Linked DNA regions of Mus musculus: region 1 is linked to region 2. Evidence: chromatin contacts called from public Hi-C data. All regions are on one chromosome and are shown on one strand. The core of a region is the stretch at or near the end of the contact, and the rest is flanking DNA. Distances in the headings are between cores, read along the strand shown. Region 1 holds the start of Lcorl (ligand dependent nuclear receptor corepressor-like). Region 2 overlaps Lcorl (ligand dependent nuclear receptor corepressor-like).

The links. A called contact is a pair of places that touch in the nucleus more often than the background predicts.
Region 1: a Hi-C map of rod photoreceptor shows a contact between it and region 2, with 1.9 times the contacts expected there. The contact joins the promoter of Lcorl here to the enhancer-like site in region 2. A contact is called at or near these places in 3 of 484 Hi-C or Micro-C datasets (Sertoli cells, cortical neurons and rod photoreceptor), 5 of 115 datasets of contacts at active chromatin or transcription factors (CD8 T cells, the SCID.adh cell line, bone marrow-derived macrophages and 1 more) and 2 of 9 other capture datasets (adipose tissue and pancreatic islet).

What each region holds. Positions count from the first base shown.
Region 1 is chr5:45,855,684-45,861,121 of GRCm38.p6, forward strand. Lcorl (ligand dependent nuclear receptor corepressor-like) reads right to left here and starts at 1,857. Exons shown (of 7, transcript NM_001163073.1): 1 at 1,664-1,857. The coding sequence starts at 1,814.
Region 2 is chr5:45,790,061-45,795,454 of GRCm38.p6, forward strand. Lcorl (ligand dependent nuclear receptor corepressor-like) reads right to left here. Exons shown (of 7, transcript NM_001163073.1): 2 at 5,233-5,298. Among named protein-coding and RNA genes, the nearest start is that of Lcorl, 65 kb to the right of the region's middle. Within about 2 kb of position 2,006, at least 3 of the 459 cell types and tissues checked have an H3K27ac peak or open chromatin away from gene starts, as enhancers often do. A contact at or near this core is called in rod photoreceptor, where this site is marked.

The DNA.
Region 1 (5,438 bases), core at 607-3,106, 65 kb after region 2:
CACAAGAAGGAACGCGACTATTTCTAGGCGGGTTTTTAACGGAACAGATCTAAACAGAAGTAACTGTCAAAACGAATCCACTTTGCATTCATGAAATACAAGTACGGACACACATTTAGTATGGGTTGTTTTTTTTTTCCCACACCACACCCCCGCTTCCATATAACTTTGCCACAGATAAAACCAAAATACATTTTAGAGAGGTGACACACTGCTCTTAAGAGCAAACTGCTTAAACATCGCCGAAATGCTCCTAAATCAGAGTGCCCTCCCTTCTGCTTATATATATATATATAATTCTGTATGGCACATTACTGAACTGGAGTTGCATCTGGTTTCATCTACTATGATTAGTGAAAACAAGACAGACCTTAGGGCTCTACCCAAGCAAATCTGCGAGGGATGGGGAAGGGGGACAGGGCGCGAGGTGGCGCAAGAACAGATGAAAACACGGTTAGGAGAGAGTTGTCTTCCCAAGGAACTGAGCTTACTACACTCAACTCCAAAGGCTGACACCTACTCGTCAGAAAAGAAAACCGACGCAACCACCCACTCCTAACACCGACCAGCCTCCACTCCCACCTCCTCCCCTCAAAAGCTACCCCGTAACCCCTGCCGAAGCACACCCTCCGCTCGCAGCCCCTCTGTTGCACTGAACCAACCTGCTGGGTAACAGCTGTGGGCACACGTCGCACTCTGAGTGAGGAAAAGCAGCGACCGCAACAAGGTAAGGGAGTCCCAGTACTTCCCGCTACCCGGAGCAGCCCACTGAATGACAGCCGGGAGCGCGCAAGTTTGAAGCAAAACCGATCAGACCCCACCGAAACGGAAAACTGAACTGCATTTGAACAGGAATGGGAGGCGGGGAGGGCTACGCGAGTCCATCACATGACAGCGAAAAGAGGACCGGAGTCGTCGGGGCGTCCTCAAGGAAAGGGGGGGGGGGCGTGGGGAGGGTGCCGTCGCCATAGCAACACCCCCCATCCGTCCAGACTTCCAAAGAGGGAGGAAGAACTTCAAATCCCAACCGTCAGCTCGAGCGGCTCCTTCTTAAAGGGGTACACACAGATCCGAGGCCACTCGCAAGAGGGCAGAGGCGGCCGCCCCCCGCCCCTCAGGCGCCGCCCCCATCGCCCCTCGACCCTCTCCCGCCCCCCGCCCCCCGCCCCGCGAGCGCCCCGCAACCCCTGGTCCCGCGTCCCAGGAACTAGGCAGCGTCTTCGCCGCCAGCCCCAGGGCCGCAAGAAGGGGGTGTGTGAGCGCCCGGCCGGGGGCGCGGACCGGCTCGCCGCTCCAGGGTCCCCTCCGCCCCGGTGGAGAGCCGCGGTGACAGGGGCACCGGCGGGTGGCGACGGGCGCCGAGGAGTTTCGGGGCAGCACGAGCGGGCGGGCTGCTTCCGCGGGGTGCTCGGAGAGTGGGTCCGAACTAACAGTTCCCCGGGAGCTCGGAGCCGGGCAGGCGGGCGGCGGGGCGCGGACCGCGCCGGGCAGGGAGCCCCGAGACAAAAGGCGCCGCCGGGGCCGCCGCGCCGCCGCCGCCGCCGCTCCCATCGCTCCCCATTGAACTGACCCGAACCGGAGCTCCAACTACACCCCTCAGCCACAAACTCCTCCGGCAGCCGCACCGTGGCGCCGAGCCCGGCCCGGCCCGTGTCTCTCTTACCTACACAGTGCATGAGGCGGTGGCGCCAAGAGTCGAGTTCCCGCCGGAATCCTCTCCTCTCCGCCGCGCACCGAGGGCTCCGGCACTGAGCGGCAGCGGCGGCGGCGGCAGCAGCGGCGGCAGCGGCCATTCTCTCTCTTCCCTTGTCCATCTGCGTCCCGCGTCACGCGCCCTCATTTACATACGAGCGGCGCAGGCACGAGGCAGGGGCGCGAGCCCTCGGCGCGAGCCCCGGAGCGCGCGCCCCCCGGAGGGGGGTTGATTGACACGTGTCACTACCTTCCTCCTGCCCTCCCCTCCCCCTCCCACCGCTCCCTCGGGGAGAGGCGGGGAGGGAGCGCGGAGAGAAGGAAGCAACCTGCCGCTTCCGCTGACCCCGCCTCCTTACCCACTCCCTTCCCCTCCTCCCCCCAGAGTTTACTCAGGCAAGCCATACTGCTCCCGCCGTCCACGAAAACCCTGAGCGGGAGCGAGAAACCCGGAGGCCAGCCAGGAACCCGCGTGCTGAAGGAGCGGACCAGCAACGCCTCCCTTCTGCCCTCGCGCGGAGCGCTGGAAGTCCGAAGACTTCATTTCCCAGCCTCCATTGCGTGCAGGTCCCGTAGAGGAGCGCAAGAGAGCGACGCTGTGCCCTCTGGGCTTTGTAGTCCTCTCGCGTTGAGCGCTCTCCTAGCCTAGCCAGTTCGCACTTTTCCAGATAGCAGCTCGGCCCCAGACTTCTAATGTTTTGCCCCCAGTGGGTTTAGCCTCTAACTCCCTCCGCCCAAATGCTTGCTTCCTCGAGTTCCAAGAGGGGAGTACGGTGGAAGCCTCAAGAGTTGGCGGTGCTGGGCTAGGCAGCTCCTTAAGTGCTGGAAACTTTTCAGGGTCAATGTCATCTATCTTCACTTTCAGCGAAAGCGCTTGCCAATCATCCTACTGCATCCAGAAAAGATGTGCGAGGACATCAGTTTTGTGAAGCGAAGAGATCTTGAAAAGCGAGATTAGTTACAAAAATCGGGGGAACTAACCTTGCATGGGATTTAACACTTTGTAATTGTTATAGATGGATCCTGCTCTGTGCTAGAGAAAACTTCCTTGGGGAGAGGAGAATCTTTTGATTAAGTATATACTTAAAATTACTTAAAAAAAAAAAAAAAACTTTTGCACCAGAGCCATTTCTACACTTATGTCAGTATTGTCACAGGGGACCAAGAGCTTGTAAGCCATCCAGAGTTTACAGAGAAGTGCTGTACATTACTGGGCATTTATACTCACCTTTGCGGAAAAAAATATTTTAATTCTTAGGAACTCAAATTCTCAATTCTGTATTGCCCTATCTTGTGGTATAGTCTTATCTATCATTCTTTTTTCTTCTTAGAGTAGTTTATTGCTCAGCGTTTGTTGCATCAGAAGTAAAAATGTAGCATTACATCTTCATCAGAAATTTTCGAATGTGAAGTTTGAAGCCATGTGTTTATGAATATATGTTTGCAATCTTATCATTTGGGAGGCTAGAATAAGGTGATGTGTAGAGTAGAGATAGTCTAGATGGCGGTTCAGAAACTGAAATTTAAAATAGGAGTGGCTTATCTCCATAGTTTAGAGTGGGAAGATGGAATAGTTGTTTCCATCTGAAAGCTCATCAGGCACCATCAAAAGAGACATGAGAACAGGACCCAAAAGCATGGCCCAGCTTCTAGAAGTGTCTGATTAAAGTTACTTAATGAAAGTATGTGCTCATGCTAACTTGAAAGGAATGGTGGACTAAATAACTATGAGAGCCTAACAAACCATCCAAAACTTAATAGCTTAAAATATCAACTATGGGATAGTGAGGTGGTTTCACAGATAAAGGGACTTTCATTTCTGGGGGAATAGCTGTCTGCCAGGATCACAGAAACCAGTATTCCTATTCTTCAAGGGTCTACCCTGACTTGTCCACATGGTGGCTGTCACAGGGTTCCAAAAGGCAGCATGAGAGCTACTAGCCCCTAATCATGACCATTTTTTTATTTATTCACTTTACATCCAGACCTCTGTCCCCCCTCCCCCACCGTTCCTCTCCCCCTTTCCTCCTCTGAGGAAATGGAGAACCCCCTAGATATCTCCCCCCACCCTAGCCCATCAAGTCTCAACATGGATCACATTTAAGTCTCAATGGTTAAAACAAGTAACATTGCCAAGCCCAGTGTCAATATGGGTAATATATTATGCTACACAATAGGAAGATGTGTAAGTCCCATGAAAGGGGGAATTAAATATTTCTCCCAAATAAAGAGAAAATACAAAGAGGAATAGAACACATCTCTGGACTTTCTGAGACAAGGAGGAAACCATGACTAGATACAACAACATGGAAATAATTTTGGAAATCAGTTTCATTGTTAATAGCGTAGAATCTTTCATAGCATGTATTGTCAGTCCATTATAACAATCCCCATAAACATAGAAAGGTCAGGTCATATCAGTCTAAGCATCTAGTGTTATTCCTGATACTCAGTTGATACTTAATTGTTATCTATTGACTTGATGAATAATTAGAATATCTAGAAAGCCAACAGGAGAAAGAGGGTCATATCCAATATTGTCTTTTACACCAAAAATTCAGCTGCAACAGATTTTAACATACCAAATATGTGATATGAAGCTATTGATACTCTGTAGAAAGACAGTGTTGTCACAAGTACTTCCTATACCTATTGTATCAATCATTTGTTATTATGTAGCAAGTCAATCTTTAACAGTACCTTAAAAGCACAATCATTTCTTTTTTTAATATTTTTATTGGGTATTTTCCTCATTTACATTTCCAATGCTATCCCAAAAGTCTCCCATACCCTCCGCCCCACTCCCCTACCCACCCACTCCCACTTCTTGGCCCTGGCGTTCCCCTGGACTGAGGCATATAAATTTTGTACGACCAATGGGCCTCTCTTTCTACTGATGGCCATCTAGGTCATCTTTTGATACATATGCAGCTAGAGACACGAGCTCCAGGGGGTACTGGTTAGTTCATATTGTTGTTCCACCTATAGGGTTGCAGACCCCTTTAGCTTCTTGGGTACTTTATCTAGCTCCTCCATTGGGGGCCCTGGGATCCATCCAATAACTGACTGTGAGCATCCACTTCTGTGTTTTCTAGGCCCCGGCTTAGTCTCACAAGAGACAGGGTCCTTTCAGCAAAATCTTGCTAGTGTATGCAATGGTGTCAGCGTTTGGAGACTGATTATGGGATGGATCCCCAGGTATGACAGTCTCTAGATGGTCCATTCTTTCGTCTCAGCTCCAAAATTTGTCTCTATAACTCCTTCCATGGGTGTTTTGTTCCCAATTCTAAGAAGGGGCAAAGTGTCCACACTTTGGTCTTCGTTTTTCTTGAGTTTCATGTGCTTTGTATCTTGTACCTTGGTTATTCTAAGTTTCTGGGCTAATATCCACTTATCAGTGAGTACATATTATGTGAGTTCTTTTGTGATTGGGTTACCTCACTCAAGATAATGCCCTCCAGGTCAATCCATCTGCCTAGGAATTTCATAAATTCATTCTTTTTAATAGCTGAGTAGTACTCCATTGTGTAAATGTACCACATTTTTTGTATCGATTCCTCTGTTAAGGGGCATCTGGGTTCTTTCCAGCTTCTGGCTATTATAAATAAAGCTGCTATGAACATAGAGGAGCATGTTCTTTCTTACCAGTTGGAACAACTTCTGGATATATGCCCAGGAGAGGTATGGCAGGATCCTCCGGTAGTACTATGTCCAATTTTCTGAAGAACCGCCAGACTGATTTCCAG
Region 2 (5,394 bases), core at 756-3,255:
TTCCTAATACATATACATATACATACACACATACACATACACACACAAATATGAAGGCCATCTAAATTAAATTACCAAATGATGGAAAAGAGAGCTCCAACTGGTCATCTCTTTGTCACCATGAATCTAAGACCTGGGATTGGGTTATATCTGATTGAGATGTTGGTCAAAAGAGTCCCACAAGAATCTCCAAACAACCCAGGGTGTTGCCAAGACTACAGGTTGCTTTCCACTAACTGACAGAAAAGCTCCAATGCTGAAGACACAATACCTACACATCTCACTGAACTCTAGCTAGTACTTACATAAAGTCTTCACCCATTCACGCTAACATCTTTGTTATGGGAAAGTACTCTGTGTAATACCAAAAGTGAAATGTAAATACCAACCTAGCCACAAATCCTTTGATCTACAATGGTGTCCGATACAATAGTGTAACGATCTACAATAGTATAACGATAGCACAAAGCTGTGGGAGTAACAAACTAATATGTTTGATTTAACTTAAGGCTCATTCCACAAGATGAAACCTATACCTAACAGATTAGGTAACCAACCTATGAGGAAAACTAAATATCATTTTTATTTAAAAGAAAAAAAAGTAGCTATAAAGTAACTCCTATTGATATTCTGCTAGATAGTTTCATAGTTCAGTGCCTTGCTCAAGATTCTTCTTAAAGCAGATTAAAACAAATACAGAGTCCCACATTCAAATATTATGCAGAGTTAGAGACCTTGAAACAGGAAACCCTAAGTGGGATGTCCCCATGAAATGCTCACATAGGAGTTTAGGGAACCATGTAGAGGACAAGGCAGAAGAGCATTAAGAGCCAGAGGGGAAGGAGAAACTAGCACAAGCCCTCAAAATCAACACGATCCAAGCTCATGTGAATTCACAGAGCCTGTGCATGCACAGGGTCTGCATGGGTCTACACCAGTTTGTCTGCACATACAGTATGGCTTCTAGTCCACTGTTTTTATGTGATTTCCTGGATACAGGAATGTGTGGCTCTCTGATTTTTGTACCTTCTCTTTGGGTTCTTTTATTCTGTTTGTGTTGTGTAATTTGATGTGTTATTTTTGTTTTATCTTATATTTTATTATTGCTCCTTGGAACCCTCTTTGTTTTCTAATGAGTCTGAAGAGGAGCACATCTGGATGGGAGAGCAAGTGGAGAGGAGTGTGAGGAACAGATGGTGGGAAAGTGTAAGAACGATCCATTATGTGAAAGAAAATCTATTCTAAATAAAAAAAGAACGTTATTTTTTTAAATGAAAACACTTTTTCCTATTATTATTCATTCCCAAAATCATTACTGCCAATACTACCAAGAAGGACTTTCCTCCCTTGATGAATTACAATAAAAGGCTCCACAGTTTTCAGAACCAATGCTAGGAAGGGCGGAATTTACAGTTTTTAAGTGTATCATTACAGACACAAATGGCATCCTCAAACTCAATAGAAAAACAAAACAAAAACCAAAAACAACCAGCTTCCAAACTTCAAGCCATTGCTTTTCTTTCGAATTTGTATCTAAACACTGTCTCAGTAAAAAGCCCTTAAACTACACCAGAAGAGATGCCCTGTCAGAGAGCAAATTCAGTGCATAAACTCACCAAGTCAAATGTGCTCCTTTCTAAGCAAAAACAAACCTACAAAAATAAAAAAGTAAAATGAAAAATAAAAACTGACAAATATCTGACAAAGCTCACTGGATTATCCACTTAAAATCTGAGATTCCTTGAGTTGATATGAAACCATAGTTTAATAGGCTCTGCAGGAAACAGGGAGGAAAGCAACCCTAAAATGTCTCTAACTTCAACAGTACAGTAAAATGGGGAATTTTATAAAGTAGGATAAAAAGCCAAACGTCCATCCGGGCAGGAAGGCTGTCTTCGTTTTGGGAGCTCACGGCTGGCAATGAAAGGAATGCCAACAGCAGATGGCCAGATCCAGGGCTTAAGACAGAGAGACTTAGAAAATCTGTACTATACTTACACTAATGAGACTATTAAGAAGCAGAAAGAAGACAGAGCCAGACTAAGGATGCTCACTGGCACTTGCAGAGAGTAGAGATGGCAAGAAAACGTCTCGCCTTGGCATTCAGCACGCACCTGGTGCAGCCATGCAAGAACATGTTAAAAGAGTTCTAGGATCTATATTCTGAGCAAGCTCAGCAAAAGTATCAGAAGACTGTAAACTGAAAGCAAGTCAGCAGAATACTTGATAATAGGAAGAAACTGAATCAGAACCACACACTAGTTATCAGCTTAGAGGTAGAAATCTGGGTCTTCAGGTGAACACATGAAGTTTCAAAGGTTACACAAGGGCAAAGTAAGCCTTCCCAATTATATTCCTGAAGGACTGCCAACAGGTATGGCCAGCATCTGTGACTACACTTACGAAGAAAAGCCCATTTACTGAACCAGCATCTATAACCTGATTTCCCAAAGTACGGTCTGTAGGTGAGAACAGCATATAAAAACTCCTTGGTATACATAACCAGCATCTGAGACAAAGAAGGCCTAGGGATATGATAGGCATCTTGGATCCAAGAAGGAATGCTGAGGATCTTAATAGTGGGGAAAACTGCATGGTCCAGCTCTGCTCTTCATATTTTCTTACTTTAACACTGAATTTAGCAGGACGGATCTGTTTTGCCATCTCTCCAGCACTTGGAGGGCTTGACTAACCCTTAGTGTGGCGATTTGAATGAAAATGCACCCCCTGCACACATACTCATTGGGAGTGGCATTACTGGAGGTGTGACCTTTTGCTAAGTGTGATCTTGTTGGAGGAAGTGTGTCACTGGAGGTAGGCTTTGAGGTTTCAGAAGCTCAAGCCAGGCCCAGTGTCAGTCACTCTCTCTTCCCGCTGCCCACAGATCTAGATAGAACTCTCAGCTCCTTCTCCAGTCTCATGTATGCATATGTGCTTCCTGAATGGACTATATCTCTGAACCTGTAAACCAGCCCCGATTAAATGTTTTCCTTTATAAGCGTTGCTGTTGTCACAGTGTCTTTTCAGAGCAATAGAAACCCCAAGACACCTAAGCACACTAAGAGCTCCACCCAAATAAAAAACAAATAGTTGTGATACTCAAAGTCAGAAACTACGTGATCTTAATAGATACAGCAAAGTCTTTTCATAAAACCAAGCATCCCTTCATTATAAAAGTCCCAAAGAGAACAGGACTAGAAGTAACTTAACATAATAAAAGCTGTAAATGATAAGCCTACAGCCAATATTATAATACAAGGGAAAACACTCTTAAGAATTTCCACTAAAATCAGGAATAGGACAAGGTCGTCCAGTTTTTCTACTCTTGTTCGAAATGTTAGCTAAAGTCTTAGGAGCAGTAAGAGAAGTAAATAAAAGAGAAACAAATAGGAAAGGAAGAAGTAAAAATATCCTTATTTTTGGATTGTGTTACTCTCTATAAAAAATCCTAAAGACTCTACCAGAAAACACTTATACCTAATAAACAGTTTTAAACAAAGTGGCAGAATAGAAAATTATCATATATAAACCAATAACCTTCATATGTGCCAGTAAAGAACATGTTAAGAAATCAGGAAAATCCATTCACAGTCTTGGAATGAACCTGACCAAAGTAGTGAAACAGGACTCCAGCCACTTAGGAATAAACTTAACAATTTAATGGGGCATCATCAAATTAAAGGAAGCAAATTAGTAAAAAGAGAGCCTGCAGAATGGAAGGAAGTCTTTGCAGGCCATCCATCTCATAGAGGATTAATATTTACAACATCCAAGTTTCTCACAAAACTACACAACAATAAATCAAACTACCCAATTATTATAAAAGGACTAATTAAGTGCAGTTATTAAAAGATGAAACACAAATAGCCAATAAAGTGTTTTCAAATGTTCAGCCTCATGAGTCATCAGAAAAATTTAAGTCAAATCTGCACTGAGATTCCATCCTACTCATCAACACAGCAGTCATTAAGAAACTGAGTAGCAGGCTCAGGAAAGATGGCCGCACAGCTAGGAACACTTGTGGCTCTTCCAGAGGATCACTCATGTCAGGAGGCTGATAACCATCCCTAACTCCAGCTCCCCAATGCCTCTGGCCTTCGAAGTCATCTGCACTCATGTGGATATACCCACATGTAGTATACATAATTAAAAAAAATAAGTCTCAGAAACAGGAAAAATAAATACTGGTGAGGTATGGACAAAACTTAAACACTGCAGGTGGGAATGAAAACTAATCCAAACATAGATGTCAGTATGACTGATTCTCAATATTCACTCTACCTTGTGACTCAGTTACTTCACTTTTGGTTATTTACCAAAACCAAAAGCAAAGCAGAAACAAAACCACATCAAAACATTATAAGAATACTTGTAGATTAATGATTACTGAAGCCCTCTCCACAGTAGGTTATAGAACCAATCTAGGTGTCCAATAACAGAGGAACAATAAAATGTGGTGTATGCTGTGTGTACACACACACACACACACACACACACACACACAGTAGTTGTTTCCAGCCATAAAGGACAGAACTATGTCATTTGCAGAAAGAAAATGAATATCAGAGTTAATCATCTTGTCTCAGGAAGACAAAATTGTATGTTCTTTCATTTGTCATTCCTAGAATTTATATACATAAAATAATGTATTTTTAAATATTAAAATGAAATAATGCAAAACTGCCTGACTAGGGGAACAAAGTGGATAACAGGAATGAGGAGGGAAATGAAAATGGAGGGTCAGTGGGGTAAGGAATGTGCTAGACAGACAAGATAAGCTTATATGGAAACTTTTAAAAAACTTAAAATAAAAATTGGAATAACAGCTTTTAACATTTATTTCACAGAATATTTACTTACTTCAATTTAACTATGTAACTTAATAATTTGATTATTTTAACTGACTTGATATTTGTGTCATTTTAAAATTTAAATCCTACTTAAGAATAGGTCAGGATATATACTTTATAAAACACTAGACACATAAAAATAAAATTATATTACTGAGCTGAAGACAAAATTTATTTTCTATTTTAAGCCACTGTGCCTTTCAAAAATGTATACTACATACCATGTAATAAAATATATGAGGAATATTATACTATTTTATTTATTTAAAACACTGTCAATTTCAAAGTGATCATTCATTTACATTTAATATGTAGTTTTGCTAGAACAACTTTATTAATCAGGGTAGAAGGTTTTAACATTAAAATAAAAAAAGTTAATTACCTTCAAATAAACTGAGGTCTCTTCGTAGCCGTGGTCCATAAAGCCCTTCTAAAATACTCTCAAAACCTGTTTTCAAAGAGAAAAGTGTATTAGCTCCTGGAAAAGCTTCATTTTTTTAAATGATCAAAACACCTGAGCCGGGCGTGGTGGCGCACGCCTTTA